Regions from separate parts of the Sus scrofa genome. Here regions 2 and 3 are each linked to region 1. Evidence: chromatin contacts called from public HiChIP or PLAC-seq and promoter capture Hi-C data. All regions are on one chromosome and are shown on one strand. The core of a region is the stretch at or near the end of the contact, and the rest is flanking DNA. Distances in the headings are between cores, read along the strand shown.

Region 1 (3,462 bases), core at 786-3,285:
AACCAGAGAGGGGCTGCAGGGCTATTTGTTTCCACCTAGAGCTTTGGCTGAACTCTTCTACCATTTCTCATGTTTCAAAGGGAAGTGTCCTCACTTCTTGTTAAATATACAAGAGCACAGGGGGACTTCCTCATAGTCAATAGTATTTGTTAATTAAAGGTTAACTAATATGCTTTCACTACATGTAGATTTTTTAAAGCTTGAAAATTGACTTGAAATACATGGACATCTGACAATGAGCTGGGCATATTGTAAAAGATAAAAGATAATCCCTTCTAGGCCACTTTTATGTCCTCTAATATGGTCCAGCACTAGTGATTTCTTTGTAGACATGTCTTTAACCATGATCCCCTGCCCCCAACACCCCCCAAAACATCCCCCATATGCTTTCATTGAGAGATGTAAACTTAAGGGAGATATCAGCCTAACCTCGGAATTCTGATTCTTGGTTTATGAAATGGACTATAAAGAAAGGCAGAAGTTTTTAGTGTTTCCTAATTTTTTTAATTTAAGAATTTTCTGTAGCACCAACCTTCTTTCTGCTGTTTATGTGTAAATCCCTTGAATAAAACATTTACCTCTTTCAAAAGACCATTCAAATATATGATGAAAACAAGCCCAAACCAGAGCATTTCAATAAATGACAGTATAATATAACAAATCTTTAGAAAATCATTACTATAAATGTTTTAGTGATTAAGTCTAGGATAATCACACTTGTAGGGTAATCATTTTGATTAATCTTTGGTTCAAGCAGAAATACTTGACAGTCAGCACTACAGATGCTAAACGAGAAGAAATTATATTTTGCACAGTTTTACAATTTTCTGAGTTTATTTTGGAGTCCAATAATAGCATGTCGCTTTACTCTGTATCTATTACACAGGACCGAGTTTGGCTAATATGTTTCTTCCTTGATTTAAAAACAAACGTAATCGTTTACCTAACAATATCATCTTCGGGTGTACAACAGTTGACAGTTTAAAAGAATTATAATTGCTTGGTATTTTCCACATAAAAGGTGCTTGATAAATGTTTGCAGATCTATCTCCTAAAGGGAAAATTGGTAAAAGAAAAATTTCTCCAGGTTTAACATTCATTTTGTATCGGGAAGAGAAACAAGAATAAAGAGGCTTGAATATTTCAGCCTAGGAGATCACACAAAAGTGCCATTTTGGCCAAAGAATGACGAAAACACTCCAGTCCTGACACGTTTAATAATGGGCACACAACCTATTTCTTTGTTTCATAACCATTGCGCTCTCTCTCCCTTTTTTGGCATGGTAACAAATACAACAAAATCCACGCCATCTAGTTAAACTTTTTGATTTAGTAGCGGATCCGGCTGTCCTGTCAACGAGGAGGTAGGGTTGGGTTAGCAGGCAAAGTGGAGACGCAGGAGAAATCTACTGGAAATGGAGCGTGCCCATTCTAAATCATTTCATGTGGGAAAATCATTTCAAGTTGAAGGATAATTGCAGAAGAGGCGTCCCAACCCCGCGAGCCGCTGCCGTCCGCGTAGCGTCGGAAGCCCCTCGCCGCGGCTGGGAGGATCGCCGCCGGCCCAGCCGCCGCTTCCTGCCCGCGGGCGGCGCACCCGGCCTCCGGGAAGGTGCCGCGCGGGGAAACGTGGCACCCTCTCCAGCCCGCGCCCCCGGCGCTGCCGCGCGGCGGCGGAGCGCTCGGGAGAGCAGGGCCAGGAAGGCGGCGCGGCGGCCGCGCACCGGCCCGCGAGGAGAACCGCCCGCAGCGCCGGCGCCCGCCCGGGGACGGGAAGTGGCGCCCGGCCCGCCCTCCGCAGCCCGCGGCCCCGAAGCCCCGCGCCGCCCCCTTTCCCTCGGCTTCTCCCTCGGCCTCCGCCACCCCGGCCGAATTCTTGCATAAATTATGCCAGGCGCGCCTGACGTCAGGTGGCGGCGCGCGGGCGCGGGCGCGGGCGCGACGCGGAGGGAGCCGGCGGCGGGCGGGCGCGGCCCCGCGACATCGGGCGCGCGCGGCGTGCCGGGCGCGCGCAGGCGCTGGCGTGCTGGGGCCGCGGCGGCGGCGGCGGCGGCGGCAGCGGTGGCGGCGGCGGCGGCGGCGGCGGCGGCGGCGCGGGGGTTGAGCCGTGGTAGTGCGGACGCGCTCGTGCTCGGGAACTATCGGATTAAACTTGAATCGAGTGAAATTACACAAAGGAGCGCCGCTGAGAAGGCGGCCTGGGGACCCGGAGACCCTGAAACTCGCCAGAGCCCCATTCGCCCCCGGCCAACTCCGTGCCCGTGGATTCAGCCCCCTGGCCGCGGCCGCCGAGCCAACTCCGGAGCCCGCTCTGCGTTTTGTTTTCTCCTCGGCACAGGGCAGCGGAGGAGCCCGACCGACCGGGTAAGCGCGAGAGTTCGCCGGGCGCCTCCGGGAGGGGCGGCGGCGGCAGGAAATCGCTCCGGGCCGGGGCCGGGGCCGCGCGAGGAGTTGGGAGCGAGGAGTTGGGCGTGTGCGGGGCGAGGGGCGAGGGCGGGCGGGGGCCGGGGCCGGCGCAGGAGCGCAGCGCCGCCCGAGCTGTGTCGCCGGCGTCGCCGCCCGCGGGGCCCGAACCCGCGCCCGGAGCGCCGTCCGGCGCCCCAACTTTTGCCTGCGTCCGCAGGGCCGGCGGTGGCGGGTGCGCGCGGTCCGGCCGAGGGTCACTTCCTCGCATGTAAATGGCTTTTTGTTGTGCTGCCGGCGTGGGGGGGGACGGGGACAGGAGGGAGCGTGTCTGCGCGCGGGGGAGCGCGAGCGCGTTTCCTCCCGCCGGCGCCGAGCACGAGTTGCCGGCTCCATTCGAAAGAAAAAGGAAGGAGGAAAAGTTGGGCTGCAACTCAAGTGCGAGTGGGCGATGGGCGCGCGGGCGCGGGGCGGCTGAGCCGCGGCGGCGGCGGCGGCGGCGGCTCGGGGACGGCGGCGACCCCCGCCTCCCGCCCCCGCCCCCCGCTCCGGACCGACCACGCCGCGCTCGCCGGGAGCGGCGGCCGCACCGGCGCGAACAAAGTGCGTCCCTCCTGGCGCGGCGGCGCCGGCCCGCGCGGGGACGGCCACCGGGCGAGGTGGGTCTGCGGCGAGGAAAGTGCGCGGGGCGCCGCGTGGGGCGAGGGCGGCGCGAACACGCGGCGCTGGGGGCGTCCCGAGCCCGGCCTGTGCCGGCCGCGGGCGTGGAGTTGCGAGCCCGGAGCTGGGGTTCCCGGGGCGCCCCGGCGGCTCCCAAGTGCGCGAGGAGGAGAAGAAAGGGAGCGGGGCCGGGGCGAGCGCGGGGAGGCGCGGCGAGGAGGGGACCCCACCTTGCCGAGCTGGCCGGGCCAGCGGCGGCGGCGCCTGCATAATAGCGACTTTAAGCCCCCGGAGGCAACTCGGCTCACCCATCCCCGAACCCTTCGGGGGTCAGCGCCCGGGGGGGGGGTCACCAGGTGGCCCCCGAGGTGGCCCGGGTGCGCTCTGCCCTCTCGGAGA
Region 2 (3,388 bases), core at 112-2,611, 300 kb after region 1:
CCTGCCACCTCCTGCTTCACAGGAGCCACTGAAAGGCTGGGTGGTTGCACTGGGGACGTCTAGGCAAGAGTTCTGCAGGCGGGAACCCTGGAGAAGCATGATCAGGTAGCAATGTCCAGGGAGCCAGAAAACACTGCTGGGATAACTGGCAAGAGCTTAGGCTGATAAGTCATACACTTTACTGGTTTAGTCCTAGATCGACCAGTGGTTTATGGTAGAATCCTGAACATGTCCACCTCATGCCTGAGTTTCCACATGTAGGCGGCATCATTGGCTGTCATTTCCGGCCACCTGGCTGAACATCACTGATTTAGCTTCAAGCTGGAAAGAAATGCAGCTCGCTCCCGCTTCGGCCCTCCCTCTCCCCTCCCTCCCCCCTCCCCCTTCCTCTCTTCCTTCCTTCCTTCCCCCTTTCTCCCCTTCCCTTCCCCCCATCCTTCCACAGTTACTTATTAATGCCTGCACGGATCAGGAGGATGCAGGAGTGAGCAAAACCGTGAGCAAAATAGTCCAAGTCGCTGACCTCACACACATGTAGGCAACAGCTAGACAAGTTAAAATAAGTATGTGTTTATATATTTATTATCTATTTATAATATTGGGTAGTGATAAATGCTCCAAAGAGAGAGAAAGCTGGGGAGGGGACAGAAAGTTCTGTTTGGGACATAGAAGTCTGTCCAAAGAGGATTCATTCATCTGGCATTTGGGCACAATCCTGGATGAGGTAAGGGTGTCACAGGGGGGAAGCCGGGTGGCACCTGCTGAGGGAAGATGTGAGTCAGGCAAAGAGCCAGCTGCCAGACCCTGGGCAAGAGGATAAGTTCTGTGAACCTTGTTTCCACGGTTTAAAATAAGGCTAATAACGCCCACAGGGGATTAAATGCAAGAAGCCGGGAAGGGCTTGGCCAGCAGGACAAGCGGTCGAGGCGGGGGCGTGGAGCCGCAGCCGGGTGAGCAGATTGCTAATCGCTTTCTCTCCTCAGCACCACTTCAGCCCTCCTTCTCTCTGGGCCTCTTTCTCTATCCCTGCAAGCGGGGAACAACCCGAGGCCCCTCCTCCGAGGAAGGCAAAAGGGCAGAGGTAGCAAACGCAAAAATGCCTTGAATTAGCTCTTTGGATAAAGGTCTGCGGAGAATCCGAGCACGTGGGGGAGGCCCCGCGGGGCTCAAGAGCAAAGGCTCCAGCACTGGGATGGGTCCTTTAAAAACCTGGGGTTTAGACCGAAAGGGAGCAGGACAGATTTGCCAGCACCAGAGGGAGCTGGGAAGAGAGCCAGTCCCGGGGTGGAGGCGCAGCAGAAGGGCGGCTCCGGGTGACGCCAGGAAGCAACACAGCGGCAGCACAAACAGGAAGCAGGACCGCTGGTGACAGGATGGGGCCGGCGGGGCGGCGGGGTCTGGGGGAGCCGGCGCCCTGGGGCGGGAAGGGGGGCGGGTACCGAGTGAAACTGACATCGCCACCTAAGTACCCAATAACGCTCCCACGTACACTTTAAAAAATACAACAGAAAACTGCCTATTTTGCAACTCTCTTCCCCCCACCTCTGTCGGGGAAAGGGTTTTCCTACTTCCCTCTTATCTACTTACCTAGGCACCTCCTAATTTTAAAATAGCGCGGCATCCTAGGGCCTGCCATCCTGAGGCCTCTGGGCTGATTCCAGAGGCCAGGGAATCAGGGCCTGTCGCCTTATTAGGAACCTGCCCGTAAGGGCACCAAGCAGATGATTGACTTCCGAGAAGAAGGGGACTGCATCTAAACTGAATATAAGTAGATTGCAGATTGATTCACGGGACCAAACGTGGAGTGGCCCAAACTCCATCCTTTCTTTGGACTTCCATCTCCCGTCTCCCGTCAGTCTCAAAATTGATAGAGCAGCCTGAAGTCATTGAACAGAGTTATGTGGGCAATCAGCTTTCTAATTCTTGCATATGGGTGCCCATACACCAAGAGGACCCAGGCACGGGGACAACAGAGTGGCTTTATTTAGCATGATGACAAGCATGAATAGCAAGGAGCTCATGAACTTTGCAGCAGCAGGAAAAAAAAACAAAAACACACACACAAACACACACACAAAAAAAACCCTGCATGGATGCCTGCCTCCACTCCAGTGGCCCTGCCTGGTGCAAAAAGGAGCTTGCTAACAAAAAGGTTATTCAGTGGCTCCCCGAATAAACCCAAAGGTAACCAGTATGGATGGAGCAGATGTCAGGAGGCTGAGCGCTAGTTTGGAAAACTGCCGAGATATTTAGAAATGGCGCTTTCTTATTAACCCAAGCATAATGCTGAAGGTCATTTAAAAAGAAAAAAACTTCCCAGATGCCACCTGTATCTGCCATGGCAATAGGATGAATGCCAGTGCGTCCACTGATACTGGAAATGCTCGTAAGAAACAGCCTCGACTGATTGTTCCGGCACAAACAAATCACAAACTAATTTATGTATTCCTGCAGCTGCACCCCAGCCCCAGCGAGGAGTCGGCCAATTCACAGTTGACTAGTGCTGCCTCATTCTTTGCAGATTTTGGCATTTAACTGTAATTAAGATTTATTGTTCACTAGCTTGCAGGTCAGGGCAAGCATGACAATATGGGTAACTTTTCTGTTTACTAGTAAAATGTCTGGTAGGAGGAAGCCTCAAACCTTCCAAGCAGAACTTGACAGAAATAAATAGCCCCTCTTCACTCCAGGACAGGCGCATGACCGATTTTAATCAGACGCGAGGGTTCTCTTTAAGGGAGAGCAGGGAGAAATCGGAAAGAACTAGTGAACTGTGCTGTTGCTTTTGCACCAGAAGGGTACGGGCTGGAAGCCAAACCAATTATTGCTGATCTTCTGGATTTGGGGAAGGGATTGTCTGCTTGGTGTGGGAGGGACAGAAGGGGACCTCGATGCCAACAAAGGTTCTGCACAGACCCAGACCTGTGGGTCTTTGAGGCCTCTCCTTGCCACCGACAGGAGAGTCATTCCTCATCTCTCTCAGCTCTCAAGGATGCTCTTGGACCAAATCAGATGGCTGGGGGGCGGGCAGGGTTCAGCAGTCAGTGGCCACTCGCTCACCTGCTTTTACAGTCTGTCTGCTGAGGTCCCGAGCAGGTGACCCACGGCACAGTGGGTGCAAATGAGCGAACGGGCTGTAAGCAGACACATGAAGAAAAGCCCATCTCATCCCTACACGTTGATTAGGAGGCAGAAATGCTGAAGCATAATGTCCTTCAATTTTCTCGCATCTATAATTTATTATCTATTATTGTTTGTCCTCCTTGGGGTCTTTTTGTCAGTGCTCATGTGAAATGAGAAAACGTTACTCACATGAACCAGAGATTTAGACCTGGGTTGGGTCTGTTTCTCCTGTTTCCTGACAGAGGAGGGGAAAGAGAAAAATCCT
Region 3 (3,381 bases), core at 816-3,315, 310 kb after region 1:
TTGCTGCCCCATTTACCTCTCAGGCTGTTCCGGACTCCACGTTACTCCAGAGCTGTGCTTCCAGGACATTTTCACCTCAAGATGTGGTTCCTTCAGAGGCTTCTCTTCCCACCCACTCAGGCCAGCTTCCCTCACCAGCGTCCCTCAGGGCTCCTCCCAGCAAAGGCGGTGCTGGTCTACACTGCGCTGGTCCTTTCCCTGTTCTCAGGCGAGGAAAGTCCTGAAAGTTCTCAAGGAAAGGGGGAAAAGGAATGGGAGAGCAGTGCAACAATGAAAGAAAAAAAAGAAAAGAAAAGAAAAGGGAGCAAGTGCAGTCCTACAAACCCCGTGTACTTTCTCCCTTCTTTTTTTTTTTTTTATTGTTTGACTGCCTTCCTATTCCTTTTTTCTCTGTCCCCTGAAACATGTCAAGACCCTCCAGTTATAAACAACTCACAACATTTGAGAAACTGAGGGATGAGAAGGCCAAGGACCGAGAGACGGATGGCTAGCTCAGTCACTTGTCTTTTCCTAATAGCCTTAAAGGGCCACGCGCACTGCAGGTTTCCACCATTGTTTGGCAGCTGAAGAGCAAAGGAATTAACCCTTTGAATCAATGTCCTCTACAGTTTGTTTGCTTCCTGCTTTCCTTCCAAGTGTTATTTGTTATCTACCTATTCAGGTATGGTGTGGGCACCTCTTCATATGCACACCCATACACACTGAACGTTAGTGGGTTTTTGTCTAGTTTAGAAATTACTGCTTTTTCTACACAGTCTCATGACATCTGAACTACCCCAGGGTTCCTATTAATGATTTCGAGACAAGACTTTCAGGTAATTAGGGAGCTTGTATTTTCCAAGAAAGCCTCATCTCTGCAGATCTCTAGTTCCAAAGAATTGTGGGTTATTGGGGTAGAAACGTCAGTGGACAGCCTTCACTTGTGGGGGCTGATAGGATTTAGGGGTCACTGATGCCACACTGTAACAGTAAAGTCACATAAATGTGCCCCTTACCTGCTTTTGCACATTTTAAAGAATTAATAAGCATGGTTGTGTCTATAAAGAAACATCAGCCTGCATGATCGTGGGTTTTGTTTTTTTTTTTTTCATTAGATGCCCTAATATACTTGCACTATTTATATTTTTAATGGTGTGACAGTACACGGAGGCTTAATGGCCAAGGATAGAGAGTGGTCAAAATGGAATAAATAAATACATTTGAATTTTTAAAAATCTGCGTTAGTGGTGTCTGACTTCCTCTATTCATGTTATCGCTACTCTTGTTGCTTTTTGGTTTTTGTTTTGCTTCTTGACTGTTGTTGTTTTCCACCAAAGCTGTCATTTATCGTGAGAACAAGAGCAGCCATGTGTTGATTTTTCTGGATTCTTTTTGGACACTATCCCAGTGCTAATGAAGGCCCTTCCAAAGTGCTAAAGAGTTGGTGCCAAAATCAGTTATGCTGAAAACAATAGAGGAGAGGGGTACGCAGACAGCGTGTGCACCCCCATACACGTAGACACACCCGGGGATATTTGCACGGATCCGGGTACATGTGCACGCAGACACACCTGCTCGGTTGTGCAAACACAGCACATGTGTGGCGGAGGTGGCCGGGGGGAAGCTGCAGGCGGCCTTTTTATAAAAGGACTTTTTGCATCTGCTTACAGAAAATTTCTGTGGATCAAACGTTGAGCGGAATTTCTAAGTTTTGCGGTGTCCTCATCTGTCAATTCTGAAGCTCTGAGAGCTGTATATTCACCAACTTTAAAAAAACGTAGATGAGAATGTAAATACTGTTAGAGATCTTACTTGTTCTATGAAGAGAGGAGGATTCTGCTTCGAGAAGCGCCTGGAGTGCGCTTAGCTTAGGCTCAGCGCTGTGTATCGATATTAAGGTCTTTAACATTGGCCTTGCAGGACTTGCAAGGGGGTGTATGGCTTGAAAAGAGGGGAAATTTTGTCTCTGATTCCCCCCTATAGATTCTTCTTGCCTTTCTCCCGATATGTAATTATCCTCTCCTCAATTGTTTACAGGGGTTGGAGATGGGGACAGATTTCTCTGGCGACCATGCGACCGAGCAGTCACCCTAAAGGAGCATTTAGAAGCTATGAAACCTAAATGCCCTGCCATGCGTCATTACACCGCACAGTTATTCAAATTTAGTAAATTAAATTAAATAATCTCAAATAACTTGATTTCGGGGCTTTAAAAATTCATCTCTATGGTGCCCAGTAGTCAATTTCCTTTATTAGTATTGTTCATCAAGTAGAATTTATGTTTTTTATGAATCAAAATCCTCTCCTGCCTCGCCGGCCCGAGCAGCTTGCGGCTCGGAGGCTCGGTGCGCCATCTACCGGCTGATTCGCGCACGGCCGCGGCTCCGGACCTTCAGGAGCCGCGCCGCTGTGGTGGCATCGCGCTTGTCCCAGTAAAAAATCCCAGGCAGGCCTGAGCTCTCAGCTCTTATGCTAACTGCTCCCTCGGGCTTTGCCATTGTGGGTCAACTTGAAGTCACCGGGACAACCCAGGGAGGTTGGCTGTCGAGGCTGGAGGGGTGTTTTGGGTTCCCGCTGCAACACCAGCCCTGTTTGGTCTGGTTGCTGTTCTGCTGCTCCCATTCTTCTTGATTAAAGGCCAGATGATCTAATCAAACTGCTGTTTACCGGGCATATCTGGGAAGCCACTCCTTCATTACCAGAAGCCAGTCTCTGCTTTTGCACGATACTGTTTAAAACGGACATTGATGCTCAGAGACCGTGGCTGCAGACGCCAAGAGCAGGATTTCCCAGATAAAGACAATGCTGAATCTTGCTGTGTGTTATGTTTTTAAAAGTCCTGTATTTCCAGGGAAATTTTTCAACCCTTCTGAAACAGGGTTGACTCCTTGTGTGGTCAGGGCAACTGCAAACCATCCATTGTTTCAGAATCAGGTTTAAGCTATGGTCACTGTAGTGACTGTTCAGCAAATAAACCACCATCAGGGGATGATTCTGTGTCTTTTAAGAGGGAAAACCTTTGGGAGCTCCCGTCGTGGCTCAGTGGTTAACCAACCCAATTAGCATCCATGAGGACATGGGTTCAATCCCTGACCTCACTCAGTGGGTTAAGGATCTGGTGTTGCTGTGAGCTGTACTGTATGTCGCAGATGTGGCTCGGATCCATCCTTGCTGTGGCTGTGGCCTAGGCTGGCACCTGCAGCTCTGATTTGACCCCTAGCCTGGCAACTTCCATATGCTGAGGGTGTGGCCCTAAAAAGCAAAAAAAAAAAAAAAAAAAAAAAAAAAAAAAGAGGGAAACCCTTAAAGCCGCCTTAAAATATTCCCTATGTGAGTAAAGAATCTGAGAGAGAATGGCTGTGGGTATAGGTAGGACTGACTCACTTTGCTGTACAGCAGAAA

What was found. Promoter capture Hi-C pulls out the DNA fragments that hold promoters and counts their contacts. HiChIP or PLAC-seq counts read pairs in DNA pulled down with a chosen protein or histone mark.
Region 2: a promoter capture Hi-C map of fetal liver shows a contact between it and region 1, with 4 times the contacts expected there. The contact joins the enhancer-like site here to the promoter of CHD7 in region 1. A contact is called at or near these places in 2 of 5 promoter capture datasets (fetal liver and liver), 6 of 47 Hi-C or Micro-C datasets (embryonic fibroblasts, retroperitoneal adipose tissue, skeletal muscle and 1 more) and 2 of 2 datasets of contacts at active chromatin or transcription factors (alveolar macrophages and skeletal muscle).
Region 3: a contact with region 1 is called in an H3K27ac HiChIP or PLAC-seq map of skeletal muscle, with 8 times the contacts expected there. The contact joins the enhancer-like site here to the promoter of CHD7 in region 1. A contact is called at or near these places in 1 of 5 promoter capture datasets (liver), 7 of 47 Hi-C or Micro-C datasets (embryonic fibroblasts, fetal heart ventricle, heart right ventricle and 3 more) and 2 of 2 datasets of contacts at active chromatin or transcription factors (alveolar macrophages and skeletal muscle).

What each region holds. Positions count from the first base shown.
Region 1 is chr4:72,753,016-72,756,477 of Sscrofa11.1, reverse strand. CHD7 (chromodomain-helicase-DNA-binding protein 7) reads left to right here and starts at 2,035. Exons shown (of 37, transcript XM_021089334.1): 1 at 2,035-2,364.
Region 2 is chr4:72,456,629-72,460,016 of Sscrofa11.1, reverse strand. No RefSeq gene overlaps it. Among named protein-coding and RNA genes, the nearest start is that of CLVS1, 200 kb to the right of the region's middle. Within about 2 kb of position 1,361, at least 55 of the 83 cell types and tissues checked have an H3K27ac peak or open chromatin away from gene starts, as enhancers often do. A contact at or near this core is called in alveolar macrophages, fetal liver, liver and 3 more, where this site is marked.
Region 3 is chr4:72,439,400-72,442,780 of Sscrofa11.1, reverse strand. No RefSeq gene overlaps it. Among named protein-coding and RNA genes, the nearest start is that of CLVS1, 180 kb to the right of the region's middle. Within about 2 kb of position 2,065, at least 9 of the 83 cell types and tissues checked have an H3K27ac peak or open chromatin away from gene starts, as enhancers often do. A contact at or near this core is called in retroperitoneal adipose tissue, where this site is marked.